Regions from separate parts of the Mus musculus genome. Here all the other regions are linked to region 1. A link is a contact called in public Hi-C and HiChIP or PLAC-seq data. All regions are on one chromosome and are shown on one strand. Each heading gives the region's core, a stretch centred on a gene start, on an enhancer-like site or on the middle of the called end of the contact. The rest is flanking DNA. Distances are from core to core; before and after follow the strand shown.

Region 1 (3,609 bases), core at 535-3,034:
ACCCATTAAAAAGAACTAAGCCACATGCTCTCTAAAAAAGGGAAGGCAAAAGCTCCTTTTCCCTCGAATCCTGAGCTGCGTTTTAGGTACGCTTCGGTCACTCCCTTTCTTTGATTTCTGGGCTAGGATGCTGTACCCGTGAAGGGCGATCTGCCTCTGACCCTCATAAACCTCAGCAGTGTCTGGAGCAGAGAAGACACATGATATGGAGTGAATGGATGAAAACCTCACTGACCCTGGTTTCTTTTTTTGATATTCATAGAGGAAATGACCTGGGAGAGCACCGAAGCTTGAACTGATGTACCTTGTGGACGGATGGAGTCTGTGTACTTGTGCATGTGTGGAGGCTACAGGTTGACATTAAATTCCTCGATTGCTGTCCACCTTATTTTTGAGCTAGGATCTCTCACTGCACCTGAATTTGGCTAAATTGGTTAGGCAGCAAGCTGCAGGATACCTCCAGTCTCCATTACCCTTGTTACTAGGATACAGATGCGTGCTGCCATGCTCAACCCTGAGACTCTGAGTATTAGAATGGATCTGGTACAAAATTAGCACCTTAAGATGGATTCACTGACTGGCCAGATTGGATGGGGAAGGAGCAGTGCTTAGGGAATGGGTTAAGGATGCTAATATATTTGGCCAATTACCCCTCTTCAAGTACATGTGAAACTCCCACCCCACACAGGTTGGGACTCCAGCTGTATTCAATCTCCACATGACAGATTTTGTTCGAGGATGTTCTTTTGGGGTGGGAAATAGGACTTTAGGTTAGACCTGTTCTGCTTCCTTATCAGACCACTAATTACTGTATTTGCCAACATCTGTCAAAACTGCACATTCCAATGAGAAGCACGTCAGACACGGTTGCATCAAAAGGACAGGGGACCCAAGTAGGTGCACATAGCTCGCAATGTCACCTGCCTGCTCTGCAGAGGTCTCTGTGGAGAGGTATTTCCCAGGACACTACAGACAACAAGGTGACAAACCATCAGAGAGGAAGTGACCTGGGAGGGCGTGAGAAGCTTGTGAGCGTTGCCTCATGTGGATAGATGGAGTCCGTGTACTTAGGCATGTGCAGAGGCCAGGGGTTGACATCAAGATGTTATCCTGCTTGCTGTCCACCTTAGTTTTTGAGCTAGGAACCCTCACTGAAGCTAGAGCTCACTGACTTGCCCGGGCTGGCTAGCCAGTGAGCTCCAGGTTTTCCCCGTCTCTGTCTAGTATTAGGAGTGCAGATGCACACTGTCATGCTCAACTTTTTATGTAGATGCTGAAGATCAAAAAACTCTGGTCCTCATGTGCTTGCCTGGCAAGCACTTTACCCATTGAGCTATCCCCGAACCCCCGGAATCTGATGGGGGATTCTTTTTTATTTTTTGGAAAGGCTTCAAACAATTTCCTGAGAATGACTGGAATCCTGCACCCGTTCATATCAGCCTTCCCCCTCACTCAGCAACCTGATAACAGAAATCTAAAACACTGTTAAGTGAGTTCAGCTTGCTTCAGAGTGCTATGGAGGCTTCCTGGCTTCTGGGTGACAAGGGCCCTATCTTGTATATTCCCAAGCCAGTACGTTCCTGCCAAACGGTGAAAAAGCCAGAGTTCCACCCCTCTGAGTTTCAGCCAGGAAATGTGAAAATCCACACCATACTAGGAGGCTCAGTGAAGGCTTAGCTGCCCTTTTTGGGTGTGAATAATTCTCCACAGAAGGAGCCCGGCCATCTAAAACCTCATTCTAAAACAAACCATAGAGGAAGTGCAGAGAGGGAAGTGGAGGAGATAAAAATCTCTGAGCACCTTCCTAACAGAGCTCATCTGCACAAACCTGCAGCCACTCAATGCTGCATGGGCTGCCTCCCCTGCCATTGCCCACAGATACCTAATGCTCTTGCATTAGGGTCTTCCCCCACAAACTGCAATCCAGAACTCTACAGCAACAGAAGGTGATCAGAAAACCCCTCACTCTTGCTTCCTTTGGCGGGGGGGGGGGGGGGAGCATGGTTTGAAAATTAGGGTTAAGAATATGGATATTACACAATCAGAATCCTAAGAATGGATCCTTTAAGGCACTGATGGAGCATACACTCTACAGTCCTGACTTTAAGAGAACAGTTTTCTCTTAAAGAAAATGGCAAATGACAAGAATAAAACAAGCAACACCACAAATTATTTCTGTAACAGGTCGGAGGCACTGTTAAATCCTTAGGAGCAAGAGAAAATCGGCACCTTCCTGAGGAAACCCTGCCAATATGGCATTCCTTATCCCAAGGTAAGAGGTTCAGAGGTGAAGATGGTGGGGATCTGAAGGGGAGTAGAAGCCATGGCACAATGACCAGGAACACTGACAGGAACAAGAGCTGGACTCCCTAAATGATCTCACCCACAGCTAGATGTCTAGAGATGGCAGAAAACAGACCCTGGGGTGTGCGTTACTCAGGAAGGCCGTTGGCATTCTGTCAAAGAACTGCTAGAGGAAAACCCAGGATGCCATTCTCCTTACTGGTGGCCAAGGTGCTCCGGATAAAGAAGGAGTCATCCTGATCTCCAGTAGGCTGTTCAGTAGGAAGGTAGGTGTGCAAAATGTAGCTTTCTGGGGTGCTCTTCTCGATGGTGGAGCCGCTGCTGACATCGTCATCTATAATGTTTGAAGCATCGATGTCTTCTTGGTGTGTTCTATACTCGCCCTTCTTGCTGTAGCGAGTACCATCACGGTTGACAATAGCTGAAGGAGATACAGACACACCTTTAGAAATTCATAGCTGATATATCTTGAGTATAGGAAAGATAATGGATTGTCCTATAACATGACATTAAAGCTACTTTCTTTTTGCTTTAAAAAGAAATCTGTCTGTCTAATGCTCATATAGAGTGTGTGAGATGTTGAAATAGTCCACCCCCTTCACCCACATACTCTAGAAATGAGGAGAAAGTTGAAGTACTGGGAAGTCCCCACATTTAAATCTGAGTTTCGAATAGCTTTAGACAAGGTAAGCCTGTGAGCTTCAGTTTCTTCCTTAGTAAAGGAATGGTCCAGCCTTCTGGATGGGGTTGTCATGCGCTGCACATGATTCACTGTCATTAGCACTCAACATAGTAAGTGGTCAAAATAAGAAGAGGCTCAATAAGTGATGCTTCTCCCACCCTATATCGTCCCTGAAATATGTGTACATTTTGTTACTCTTGATTCCATCCCAACCCAGGAAGGATTTGAAATAGTAGTCACATAGCCTCCACAAAAAAAGGCATATATTTGCAATCCTTTAGAAAGATTCTTTTTAAAAGGTAACTTTTGTCAGTTTAATCAAACCCCAATTTCTGGCTAGAAAACTGGTTTGTCTAAATATTGACAGAGCTTCAACCATCCTCAGGGGAATTCAACCTTAAAATTAGCAAATATATATATATATATATATATATATATATAGTTTAATAAGAATCTTTAGTTTAATAAGAAAGTGACCAGAATGAACCAGAGGAGAAAAAGTAAAAATGAAATCAAATTCATTATCCATCCTTAAAACACATTTTCTGCCTTGATCCTCAGCCATTTGCTGCACACAGCTACTTATGTGTACTTTGCTGGAAACTGTTTCCTGCTGAATTGCA
Region 2 (3,609 bases), core at 311-2,810, 170 kb after region 1:
ATGTTCCCACAGAGCAGAAGCTAAGGCACTGGGAGGGGTGATCATCTACCAAGCTCTATCCTGTAGCTTCCTGATAAGTAGTATTCTCTGCCAAGCGGACTGAGGGGCCACGGATAGAAAGTAAGTGGGGCCAAGAGGTGGTGGTGCACACCTTTAATCCCAGCACTAGGGAGGCAGAGGTAGGTAGATCTGAGTTTGAGGTCTGCCTGGTCTACAAAGGGAGTTCCTGGATAACCAGGGCTACATACATTGAGACCCTATACAAAGTTTAAGTGTAACATACACATAAAAACTTAACCTTGTGTCCAGTTTATGCTTTATAAAGGCTTGACTAATGTGTATCTCATTTGGCCACAACAGACAAATCTTTAAAGATCTACTTGTCTGTGACAAGAATAACTATGAATCTCATAAAGAAAAAAATTTAAATACATTTAGATGAGAAAATCTTGACTGATCGTCCTAATGTTCTCTCAACTTTTAACAGAAACCTATATTTCCCTTAAACTTATGTCCTTGGTGGTATAGTTTAAATCAAGGAGCATTGACAATACTCACTTTCTCAGAAAGAAAAAGGTGGCTCAGAGTTGGAAAATCAGGGAAGTGACTTCTAATTTGTGAAAATAAACTATATGATCAAAGACACAAACTAACAGTAACTTTCCAAAGTTCATCTGCAAACGACTTTAGCAAATTTCAATTAAGGGTGCTTAAGAAATGGTTCAGTGGTTAGCTGCTCTTGCAAAGGTCCCAAGATCAGTTCTCAGCACTCACATGGCTGCTCACAAGTGCCCGAAACTCCAGTTCCAGGCAATCCAATGGCCTTTTCTGGCCTCTGTGGGCACCAAATATGTTTATCTAAACTATTTTTAATTAAAGAGGCTCCTCATTGTTCTATAACTTAGAAGATAAACTACTTTGTTCCAATTGCCTCCTTCCAAAACCAATGCAGATGCCAGAAAGGCAAATAACCATGCAGAACTATTCAAAATGTCTTTATGAGACGATCACTCTTTTATTTACAAGTTTAGATGTGTCCTGAAACCATGCTACTTGCTGTATCACATATAAGCACCTCACTCCTCTTCAAGTGGCAATAGTGAGCCTCCAGAAACTGTCCTGGAGGGAATTCCACTCATCTTATGGCGCTGTCTCGAAAGCACACGCCTACCTTGCATTCACAACACACATACAGCAGCCTGGCATGGAGGACACACTTCCTTGTCCTTCTTCATTAAAAGCCCTGAGGTAATGGCGATCCAGAGTCAGTCATACTTCAGTTAGTATAAACCCTGCAGCTGTTTCCTGCTGCCCCACATCCTTTGTTGTAACCCACTTGGAATCATGGCCAGATTAATTTTAAAGTCTTTCTGTATTGTTACTCCCTTCTAAAAATCCAGTGCTTCCCATTCATAGCACTTGTTTCAAGTGTAATTTTTAATCTGCATAAGTTCATTTCTTCACTTTGCGAAGGGAGCCCGCGTCCATCATGACACAACCTTGTCATGAGAACAGAATGTCTTTGAAAGCTGAGACCGAAAGCCATGCAGTTTCTCTATTTGGATGACAATATATTAACTCATAGCACCACCTACCTTTCAAAGTAGGGAAACAAGGCTTCTTTTCCAGAACTTATGTTTTGCTTAAACAATTACTGGTAAAGGTAGGTTCAGAGTGCAAATAAGTAAAAAACAAAAGAAAAAGAAAAAGTTCCATTCGATATTATGTGAACACTCTTAACAGTATTTATAAATTACTTGGCAATGTTTCATTCAAGTCTGGTCAGCAGCACCCAGACATTTTTAATGTGACAGAAAATAGTGGACAAACTCATTTTTAGCTACTAAGTAGGAAGTGTAGTTAAAGAAACCAGCCCATTCTGACTAACAGAGGTAACTGTTCATTAATACTTCCATGACTAATGGTTAAACACTAAGATGAATGATGCTTTTCCCTCATAATTCATGCTTAGGTTGTTTTCCTTGTCTCAGTATATTTGCCTGTTATAAACAGAGTGTGGTGGTGGACAGTCTTGCTGATGCACACATGGCTCACACCATGTATCCACACTCCTTCAAATCAAGATCATTCCTTGACCTCATGCTGCAATAGGATTATTTCCATAAATGACAATTTGCTTACAGGAATCTAATTGCTAGAGATGCTAGAGGAATTATTTTTGATCAAACGGGGAAAGCTTCTACACTGCTTATTAACTATCACAGAAACCATGAGAGGGAGGCAACTAGGTTTGTGTTGCCCACGAACTGAAATAAATGGCTTCAGATAAACAGTGCCTCTGTCCAAGCTGGATGGGGACCAACCTCCTTTGTAGCTACAGGAAATGGAGGCATTATTGCTAGTGATACCGGCCCACAGAAGACAGAGCGCAAGCAAAGAGCTACTTATGGCTGTCTCATGTTCAAGTCCTCAGATGTCAAAATTAGAAAAGGGGGCTGAGGAGAGGGTTCAGTGGGTAAAAGCACTCGTCATGCAAACCTAACACCCTGAAAGACAGACACCATGACCCTACCTGTTCTTACAGGCAGATGGAGGCAGAGACAAGACAATTACCAGGAGCTAGCCTGGTGTACACAGCAGTGAGCAAGAGATCATACATCAAACAAGGTGGAAAGCAAGAATCCAAGGTTGTTTTCTGCCTTACACACCTGGGAACATGTGTCTATATCCACATCCACACAACACACACTCACACAGTATTAAAAACATTTCAGCCACACTGAACTTGAAAGTAGTGCAAGTGTAAAAGCTATTTTGAAAACGGTGCTTGGTAATAATTTTAAGTTAATCTGACAAAAGTTTGAAGAGTCCATTTTAAAATGGCTTGTTAAAACCGAATAACTGAATTAAATATTTTTCTTAACAAGAGATATACTGGGGCACTAATTATTTCTGAAGGCTCCTTTGTTAGGGCTATAGTTCATCATGTCATACTCAATACAACTTGTACCATGGAGTCTTTTTTCTGGTGATTTATGTCAACTGACACTAAGGAGAAACTTTCTGCAACTGGTGAATTAAATTACCATTCATTACCATCTCATTTAAATATCGTTATCTTGCCAGAGCTGCCAACAGAAAGAAGCAGTTCTAATGTTACTGATAATGAGGGACAATTTGGCTCAGCTGATGGAGTAGATGAGCACTACTTCCCATCTGTTCTCCTTCCTAGGTCTCCTCTCTTGTGAAACAGGATCTCACTCTGTAGCTCTGGCTAGTCTTGAACTCATGGGAACCCTGCCTTAGTCTTCCAAGTACTAAGATTATAGGCGCAAACCACCATGGTGAGCTTGTTTGCCACTCTTCTATTTTGCATGTCATATCAAAGTAGACTAGAATTTTTTTATTTTCTTACATTTGACTGTACAATACAAACTTGATTACAATGCTTCAGCAAACAATACTGTATTTAAAACAATACAAATTTACAATGTATGCTAAGAGAATTTATTTCATTAGATTCCAACTGAGCATGAAAGCTCGCTGCTCAATTTGAGATCAACTGCAGCTTTTCCAGTAAAACACTCTCCCTGCCTCTGTGAGACAGGGCCTCACCGCGTAGCCCAGCTAGCCTCAAAGCGGGCCTCC
Region 3 (3,609 bases), core at 351-2,850, 160 kb before region 1:
GGACTGGGGATATAGCTGGGTGGAAGAGTGCTTGAATTCAATCCCCTGTACCAAACCTGTTAAGTTCCTCTCAGTACTGTATCACAGGAAATAGATATCTCAAATGTTTGAAACAGAATCGTAGGTGTCTATGTTTTAGGATAAATGTGAAGGCATGATTTGTACTTTCACAAATAGTAGGTACATTTTTCATGAGAAGTTGACTCTCTGTTGTGGTGAAAACTTTCAAGGTTGCTCAGGGCCACAACGAGCAGGTGAATCCATAGAAAGGTCAACCCGGTGGCTGAACACATCCTCTGTGGCACAAATGTTTTCCTTTTAAGTCTGGTTCACATCCCACTTGCTGTGCAGTCTTGGGCATGTTGGCTAATGCACTGTCTCCACCCATCAAATGGGCCCATTGTGGTGAGCATTTAACCTTAAGAGAATGTGAGTCGGTTGGAGGATGCGTGCAGGCCACTGTCATCTGTCATATTGTTCTGCTCATCATCATAGCCATCTCCCCTCCCTGAAGGGTCTGTGTGCAAAATCCCATTCTCACCCTCTGTGTGCAGCTCCTGAAGGCCACCAGGGATACATAGCTTTTCTTGGAAAGGCAGCCAATGAAATGGTGCCGTGGAGCCTGTTATTTTCTGGAAGTGCCAAAGGGAGCTTATGGTCTCCCACTTTCTGTAGGAGAGAAAGGCAATCTGGGTGCCTCTGAACCAGCACAGTGGAAATCAGTGGACAGATTTGTGGGTTACTTATTGTCTCTCTGCTTTAAAGTTTTTAAAAATTAAAACATTTAACGACAGCCCTATATCCAGATTTCTTCAAGTATTCTTGGTGCCACGCCAAAGGGAAAGAGGAAGGAGTCTTACTGGCTGATGTAACTGAGTCTCACTGAGGTGTTCAGGAATTCCAGGGATTTAGATGCAGCAGGACTGGGGGGCCAATCTGTTACTCAGTCTCTTAGCTGAGCTTGGTTCTGAGTTATCTTTGTTCCAGGCAATGATGGGTCAAGCTCAAGGCATACGGTGCCTTCATAGTTAATAATTACAGCAATGAAAACTGCCTCTTTTTTTTTTCTGACGATCCAGAAAGGCCCCCAGGGAAGATTCTAGTTGGGTGAACTCCAGTTCCATTCATTCCTGGTGTAACCAGTGAGGAAACGTTCACTCCGATTGGCTAAATATGGATTATTGTTTGTACTTTCATGGAGCGTGTAGAGATGGGTGGTTCTCCAAAGAGATGCTGAGAAGACAATAGGGAAGGGAAGCAGAAGGAAAGGAATGGAAAGAAAACAAAAGAGAGAAAGAGGAGGAATACATGTAACTACTACTCAGAAATTCCCACAGTTAGGTAACTTATACCAGAGCTATGTAATACCTCGTGGAAGCTTAATTCATGAACTTTTCTTTCCCCCACCCCCACAAGGGTGTGATTTTTCAGTGAAGTGTTGTTTTCTTGCACCTGAAGCGTCAGTATTTGCCGTGACTGCTGCTTCTTGGAGCTCAGGGTGTCATTAGTAGCATAACAGCCACGCGGTGTGGCTTAGCCTTTTCCCTATAGACAGATGCTAAAAATACCCAGAGCACTGCAAACAAGCAGGGCGTGCCCACCTGGGATGGACTCTCAGCCACTAAGCCGCCTTAGCCCTGGCTCTGCAGGGAGAGGCACTGGCTCTGCTAGGACTCTGTTGATAGAGGAGACGAGGGGGCTGCTGGTGGAGGAGAACTGTGTGGAGGAGAGGAAATGGGGGAACCTGATAACACTTTTTTGTTTGCACTGACTTTGCTGTTCTCTGTAGACTTGAACTAAGATGTGTCAAGAGATCAGAGCAGTCCCCGCAGCAGCGCAGATTAGCTGGGATTTAAACTAAAACTCCTTAACCAAGAGGTCACCTAGACTTAAGCCTCCCGAATGTGTCCATGAAGAGGCCCAAGGAGCACAGCATTCAGAGAAGGTTAGTGTGCATGCTGATCAGGGCCAAAGCTATGCCTCAAGAACCAAGGAAAATTCCAGAGCCTTTCTGTGGAACCTTTAGGTGGAGTTGAACCATACAGAGAGCCAGGGTCATCTTAATTCAAGTGTGCGCCTCTCTTCTGTGTCTGAAGAGGTCAAGAGTATTGGCATCTTATGTTGAACAGCTATAGTAGAGAGCCTGCTTGCTTGCTAACTGGGTTGTCTTATCATGCCAGTGAGCTCTTGGGGTTTTCAAAAGCTAGCCAAGGGATTACATGATATGCTTAGACAGGTTATGGAAATATGTGACTCATAGCAGATCTGACCTTTCATACACTGTTTGGAATCATCTTGTGCCTATTTAACAATATAATGAACCCTACTTAGCGAGAACATGCAGGCCACGGTGTTGGCTGATTGAGTGGGACTGACTTGATGTTTCTAGAGAGATGGTCATAGAAAGGAAAAACAGAGGCGATCAATGGCCCTTTGGTCTTAACAATTTTATTTAAACAATTCCGTGGACACCTGGACTTGTCCCAACTTTTATGTTTCCCACTGGCAACTGCCACTCGGATGATCGATTGCCCAGAAGTTGTTCTCAGAACCATCTTTCCATTGGCCTGGGATTTAAGTGAAAAAGTTAGTCCTCAAAGGATAAGTATGAATCAGTTCTTGGGACAAAATGTACTTCACATTGTTTCTTTCCATACATGTGTGTGTGTGTGTGTGTGTGTGTGTGTACCCTGGACATATGCTTCTCATTGGAAAAACTCGATCGAATGTCTGTCTCTCTGGGCTGGCTCTCACGGAGAGCCTTTGGCATCTTCTCAAGCCTCAAGTGAAGTCATCTGAGCTCCCAGATTGCTAGGTGGTCGCTCCCAGGGAGTGTGGCAGAGGCAGGGGTGCCTGGCTCTGGGAGTTTGCTTTCTTAGAGGTTTATGACTGAAAAAACAAAGAAAGAAAAGAAGCAGTATATTGTCTATTTAATCTGCATTGTCTAAATGTGGCAAAGTATTTAGAGGTTTTGAGTCAGAACAGCCTCCTAATAACAGTGATAGCAACAGCAAAAGGTCTACTCTTTACAAAGCACTTCTTGTGTGCCAGGTTACTTTTCTGTGTGGCATACATTTTAGTGAATTTAATCCACAGACAGTTGGTTTCAGATTCACTCTTCAAGTTCTCTTTCTCCCAGTTAAGTTGGCTATGTGGGCTGAGTACTCTTTCCAACTTTAACTACATCCTTATAGACTTGACTTTTCATAGAATTTAACTGAAAACAGTCATGGGCTGTATGTTCTTTCGATCTTACTGCTTTTCGGAGCCTTAACTATGAGGCCTGAGATTGAATCCATTTGAGAAATTCAGTTAAAGGTCAAAGGTCCATTCTATTCCTCTTGCCCTCGCTCCAGTGCATTAGAAACATTTTAATTTTGTGATGATTGTTCTCAGTTTCCATGAAAAAGAGGAGGACCTGGGTGCTTAGAGTTTGTTGTAAATGCAAAGGGTACACTCTTTGGGAGATGTAGATAGTAGTGAATCAAGCCCAGGTTGCTGCAGGTTTGAATCCACAGCAGCCACATCCTCTTGGCCTTTCCTCTGTCTCTGGTGGAGCAGCAGTAAGTTGTTTGAGTGAATGGCTTTCCCAGGAGGCAAGGTCCCCTG
Region 4 (3,609 bases), core at 476-2,975, 130 kb after region 1:
CTGAAACCATAGGCCATTTGGTCCATCAAGGATAGGAAGACAACATTGTACTCTATAAATGACAGTGGGAAGCTTCCTTGGGAAATAGGCTATCACTGGTCCAGAGAGAAGATGGTAATCAGATGGGAACATAATTGTACTGGCTGATGGGCTGATGGGCAAGGGGCTCCCAGGCTATGGGACTGTGTTCAGTTTGAGCAGAATGTCCTGCTAAGAGCACATCTGAAATAAGATCAGAGAAGCGCTTGCTGCAGGAGTCTGGCTACAATCTGTGATCTATACTATGTAGTCTTGAGTGTTGATGACTCACTGCAGGGTGCAGAGGGCAAATTGTTCAGAGAAGAGTGAAGTAGTAGAGGGCATGGAGCTCTGTGGGCTATCCCAAGTCACACCTGAGCTGCTGGAGCCCCTTCTCTTAGCCTAGAAAATGAGAATATGTTAACACAAGGCACATATAAGAGGCTGGGATGGGTCAAGTTAGTGAGAGCTGTCTGAGGAATCTAATCTAAGAACGAGGCCATATCCTATTTTCTGACTTCAAACACTGAGTCAGTACTCTCCAAAGATGTGCTGGGAAGCCAGCACAGTGGTTTCCAGACAGAGGAGAGAACAAATGAAAGGAAACACAGAGGGCCAGTGCAGCCCTACCTCTGCACCCAGCCCTACCCTGCACCCAATCTACCCCTGCACCCAGCCCTACCCCTGCAACCCAAACTTACCCCTGTACCCAGCCCTACCCCTGCACCCAGCCCTACCCTGCACCCAACCTTACCCCTGCACCCAGCCCTACCCCTGCAACCCAAACTTACCCCTGTACCCAGCCCTACCCCTGCACCCAGCCCTACCCTGCACCCAACCTTACCCCTGTACCCAGCCCTACCCCTGCATCCAGCCTTTCTTGTTTGCCTTCTACATCTGAAGTTTATATAAAACGACACCAAAGAAAGGCTCTTTGGTGAGAACAGATGAACAGGTAAACACAGTTCATATCTGGATGTGACTAAGAACCTCACAAGAGTTTATGCATCTAGGAAAGCAACTCAATATAGAGACAGATAGATGAGAGGATTATTTTGATATTTTAATTAATTTTATTCTTTGTCAAAAGGTCACTCCACCTCTGGTGGATTCTCATAGCCTTTCTTGTGATAGCAAGGAGTTCAGTAAATGAAGGAATTATTTCCCATCTTGTACATTATGAATCCATGTCAGCACATTTTTTCAGCTCCAGAGCCTCTAAGATGCTGATATCCCTATCCTCACCTATTTCTTCCTCTGAAGTAGGGATGGGTCATGGGGATACAGTGAATGGGTCATAGTCAATTACAAACCTGGGAAGAGAGATGATAAAGGCCTTTCTCTAAACACATGGGTTCTTTCTCTGCTCTCCTCTAAACACAAGTAAATCTAGCTTAGGCATAGGTGAGATTTCTAAGCTAAATACCAATTACCTGCCAGTGTTTGAAATTAACCAGGACACTTGTTCACAGCTATTTGTGGAAAGGCTGTGTATCTCAGTGATGCCAACAAGACCACTGGGAGAAGAACCAGTGAGGGCCCTCTCTGAGAGCATCAGTCTCGGGCAGGATGAGTGGTTATTGAGATGGGGTGTTTCAAGTTTGGAACAAGCAAAAGTGAAGATTGCCAACACCCAGGAAATAAGGAAGAATGAGACAGAAACCAGATGTGTTGGTGTCATCCTGTGACTCAGCTTCTATTCTGGTTGCTGATAAATAAAGAAGAGTTTCCAGGTATGCTATGTTTGGTTTAGCCCTAAACTCGGACAGTAAGTATACCCTAAAGTTACCAAAACAGCACTGCTCTGAACCACAACCATTTCACATGTGTTGATGGGTTAAAAAGAAAAAGAAAAAAGAAATGAAAATTGGAAACATGACAACACAAGATGAACACCCATGGGCTTTCCACACAGCTGGTAAATGTCCCTTTGCTCTCAGTGGACACAGGAGCTCTTCTTCTGTTTTGACAGCTTTTCCTGCCCTGAAAGACCCTCTTTGGGATCATTTCCCCAGTGGGTTTCCCCACCTTTCCTTCACTCACATCTCTCTCTCCCCGACTTTCTTCTTCGAAGTTCCCATAGGCCAATCTGTCTTTCCAACCCCACCCCACATGCATGTACAGACTTCGTCCGAAGCCTCCCTGTGAGCAATATCTTTTTCTGAGGGCAGTAAACCCTGACTCACTGCCTCCTTCCTACCACAGTTTCCAAAACACTGCTATTGCGCCCTTGTCTCTATGCAGATCTCAGTCAGTCTGGGCCACCATGTATGCAAACAGCTCTTTCTGGGAAATCCCTTCTTGTCTTCCAAACACTCTCTTATTTTTTAACTTGAGAATTTTATATATGTATATAGCATGCATACAATGCAGTGTGGTTGTATTCCACCCCTCATCCCCCAACACACACTATTCTCTCATATCTCTTTACCACTCCAGCTGATCTGTATCTTCCCAACTACTCATTTCCCTACTTGCTCATCTTTGTGCAGGTCTCGGGGAGGTAGGGAGTCATACTGTGGGATGCTCATGATGTACCATGGTCATGCCACACCCAGAAGACTGCTTTATTGTAGTCTCCTTCATCCTCCAGCTCTTACAACTCTTTGATGCTGAACAGTTACTTATTCTCAGCACTTTGTCCAGTTATGAGTCTCTGAACTAACTGCTGTCCACTGGGGGCAGCAGTAGCTTCTTTGGCTTTGGCTGAAAGCAGCATTGGTACATGGGTATAAGCATACACATTTCGAAGATGATTGGATGAGATGTCTACTTAATAAAGCATCAGGAGTATATGCCACTTGGGATTTGTAACCTTTCTAGCCATAGGCTGTTGTCCACGCTTACAGAGTGACCTTCTAATTCTTACCCTGAAATCCTCTGAAGAAAGCAAAGTTAAAGATACTCTCTGTTCTTTTCTGTGCCTTAAACTTTTGGCCAGCCAAGAAAAAATATACTTTTGCCACTAAATTGAGACCCCAAGTTCCTTAGAGAAATGACATTGAAAGCAGACAGCGTATGTGCCATGATTTTCATCTTTTCACCACGTAGGCGGGGAGAAATGCATCTGAAAGGTGAGATGAGACCTTGTCTACATCAGGTAGCTGAAGTTCTGCTCCTTTCTTAGTCCCTGCAACAAAAAGAGATTTAAATGTGAGTAGTATAAAAGGAGAGGGAAAATTTATATCTTTGTTGAAGAGGACATAAAGACAGTCAAAACATCATGCCAAATGTGAATAGATGGATGCCTTCTCTCATCAAATCCATCAAATATTTAATCTTTCAGATCCAACAACATAAAGATCACTGATTTGATGCTGGTACCTTGCCTATGAGGAGGATGCAATTCAGCAAGATCAATCAGGTTCTTTGCTTAACTGTCCCCAGATTCTTACCTGTGTCTTCCAGTTGTCTGACCCTCAGACAATCTTTGCTTTGGGCTGACTCTTCAGTGACTTCCCCAACTTCCTTCGCCCTGCAGATAACCACGGGACCTTCCTAAACACATCCAATAACATTAGGAAATGAGCTCTTTACTCTAGGGAGTTTCTCAGCTGCTCATGGGCATTCTAAGAGTGACCTAAAAATATT

The links. Hi-C and Micro-C count contacts between places; a contact is called where the count stands out from the background. HiChIP or PLAC-seq counts read pairs in DNA pulled down with a chosen protein or histone mark.
Region 2: a Hi-C map of bone marrow-derived macrophages shows a contact between it and region 1, with 59 read pairs. The contact joins two enhancer-like sites. A contact is called at or near these places in 1 of 15 datasets of contacts at CTCF or cohesin (the G1E-ER4 cell line), 22 of 484 Hi-C or Micro-C datasets (3T3-L1-derived adipocytes, B cells, the C10 cell line and 17 more) and 9 of 115 datasets of contacts at active chromatin or transcription factors (CD8 T cells, the HPC-7 cell line, Th17 cells and 6 more).
Region 3: a BATF HiChIP or PLAC-seq map of CD8 T cells shows a contact between it and region 1, with 5 read pairs. The contact joins two enhancer-like sites. A contact is called at or near these places in 7 of 484 Hi-C or Micro-C datasets (B cells, the BV-2 cell line, LSK cells and 4 more), 3 of 115 datasets of contacts at active chromatin or transcription factors (CD8 T cells, bone marrow-derived dendritic cells and bone marrow-derived macrophages) and 1 of 9 other capture datasets (adipose tissue).
Region 4: a BATF HiChIP or PLAC-seq map of CD8 T cells shows a contact between it and region 1, with 9 read pairs. The contact joins two enhancer-like sites. A contact is called at or near these places in 1 of 15 datasets of contacts at CTCF or cohesin (CD8 T cells), 5 of 484 Hi-C or Micro-C datasets (ECoMG-derived neutrophils, the HPC-7 cell line, bone marrow-derived macrophages and 2 more), 5 of 115 datasets of contacts at active chromatin or transcription factors (CD8 T cells, the HPC-7 cell line, Th17 cells and 2 more) and 1 of 9 other capture datasets (embryonic stem cells).

The regions. Positions count from the first base shown.
Region 1 is chr2:102,850,512-102,854,120 of GRCm38.p6, forward strand. It overlaps Cd44 (CD44 antigen), which reads right to left. Exons shown (of 9, transcript NM_001039151.1): 5 at 2,504-2,725. Among named protein-coding and RNA genes, the nearest start is that of Gm23731, 46 kb to the right of the region's middle. Within about 2 kb of position 1,785, at least 37 of the 459 cell types and tissues checked have an H3K27ac peak or open chromatin away from gene starts, as enhancers often do. A contact at or near this core is called in CD8 T cells, the HPC-7 cell line, bone marrow-derived macrophages and 1 more, where this site is marked.
Region 2 is chr2:103,017,726-103,021,334 of GRCm38.p6, forward strand. Pdhx (pyruvate dehydrogenase complex, component X) reads right to left here. Exons shown (of 11, transcript NM_175094.5): 11 at 3,330-3,609. Among named protein-coding and RNA genes, the nearest start is that of Pdhx, 54 kb to the right of the region's middle. Within about 2 kb of position 1,561, at least 38 of the 459 cell types and tissues checked have an H3K27ac peak or open chromatin away from gene starts, as enhancers often do. A contact at or near this core is called in the HPC-7 cell line and bone marrow-derived macrophages, where this site is marked.
Region 3 is chr2:102,692,176-102,695,784 of GRCm38.p6, forward strand. The region is part of intron 1 of Slc1a2 (solute carrier family 1 (glial high affinity glutamate transporter), member 2); the gene reads left to right. Among named protein-coding and RNA genes, the nearest start is that of Slc1a2, 35 kb to the left of the region's middle. Within about 2 kb of position 1,601, at least 25 of the 459 cell types and tissues checked have an H3K27ac peak or open chromatin away from gene starts, as enhancers often do. A contact at or near this core is called in CD8 T cells, where this site is marked.
Region 4 is chr2:102,979,401-102,983,009 of GRCm38.p6, forward strand. No RefSeq gene overlaps it. Among named protein-coding and RNA genes, the nearest start is that of Gm34483, 40 kb to the left of the region's middle. Within about 2 kb of position 1,726, at least 69 of the 459 cell types and tissues checked have an H3K27ac peak or open chromatin away from gene starts, as enhancers often do. A contact at or near this core is called in CD8 T cells, bone marrow-derived macrophages and regulatory T cells, where this site is marked.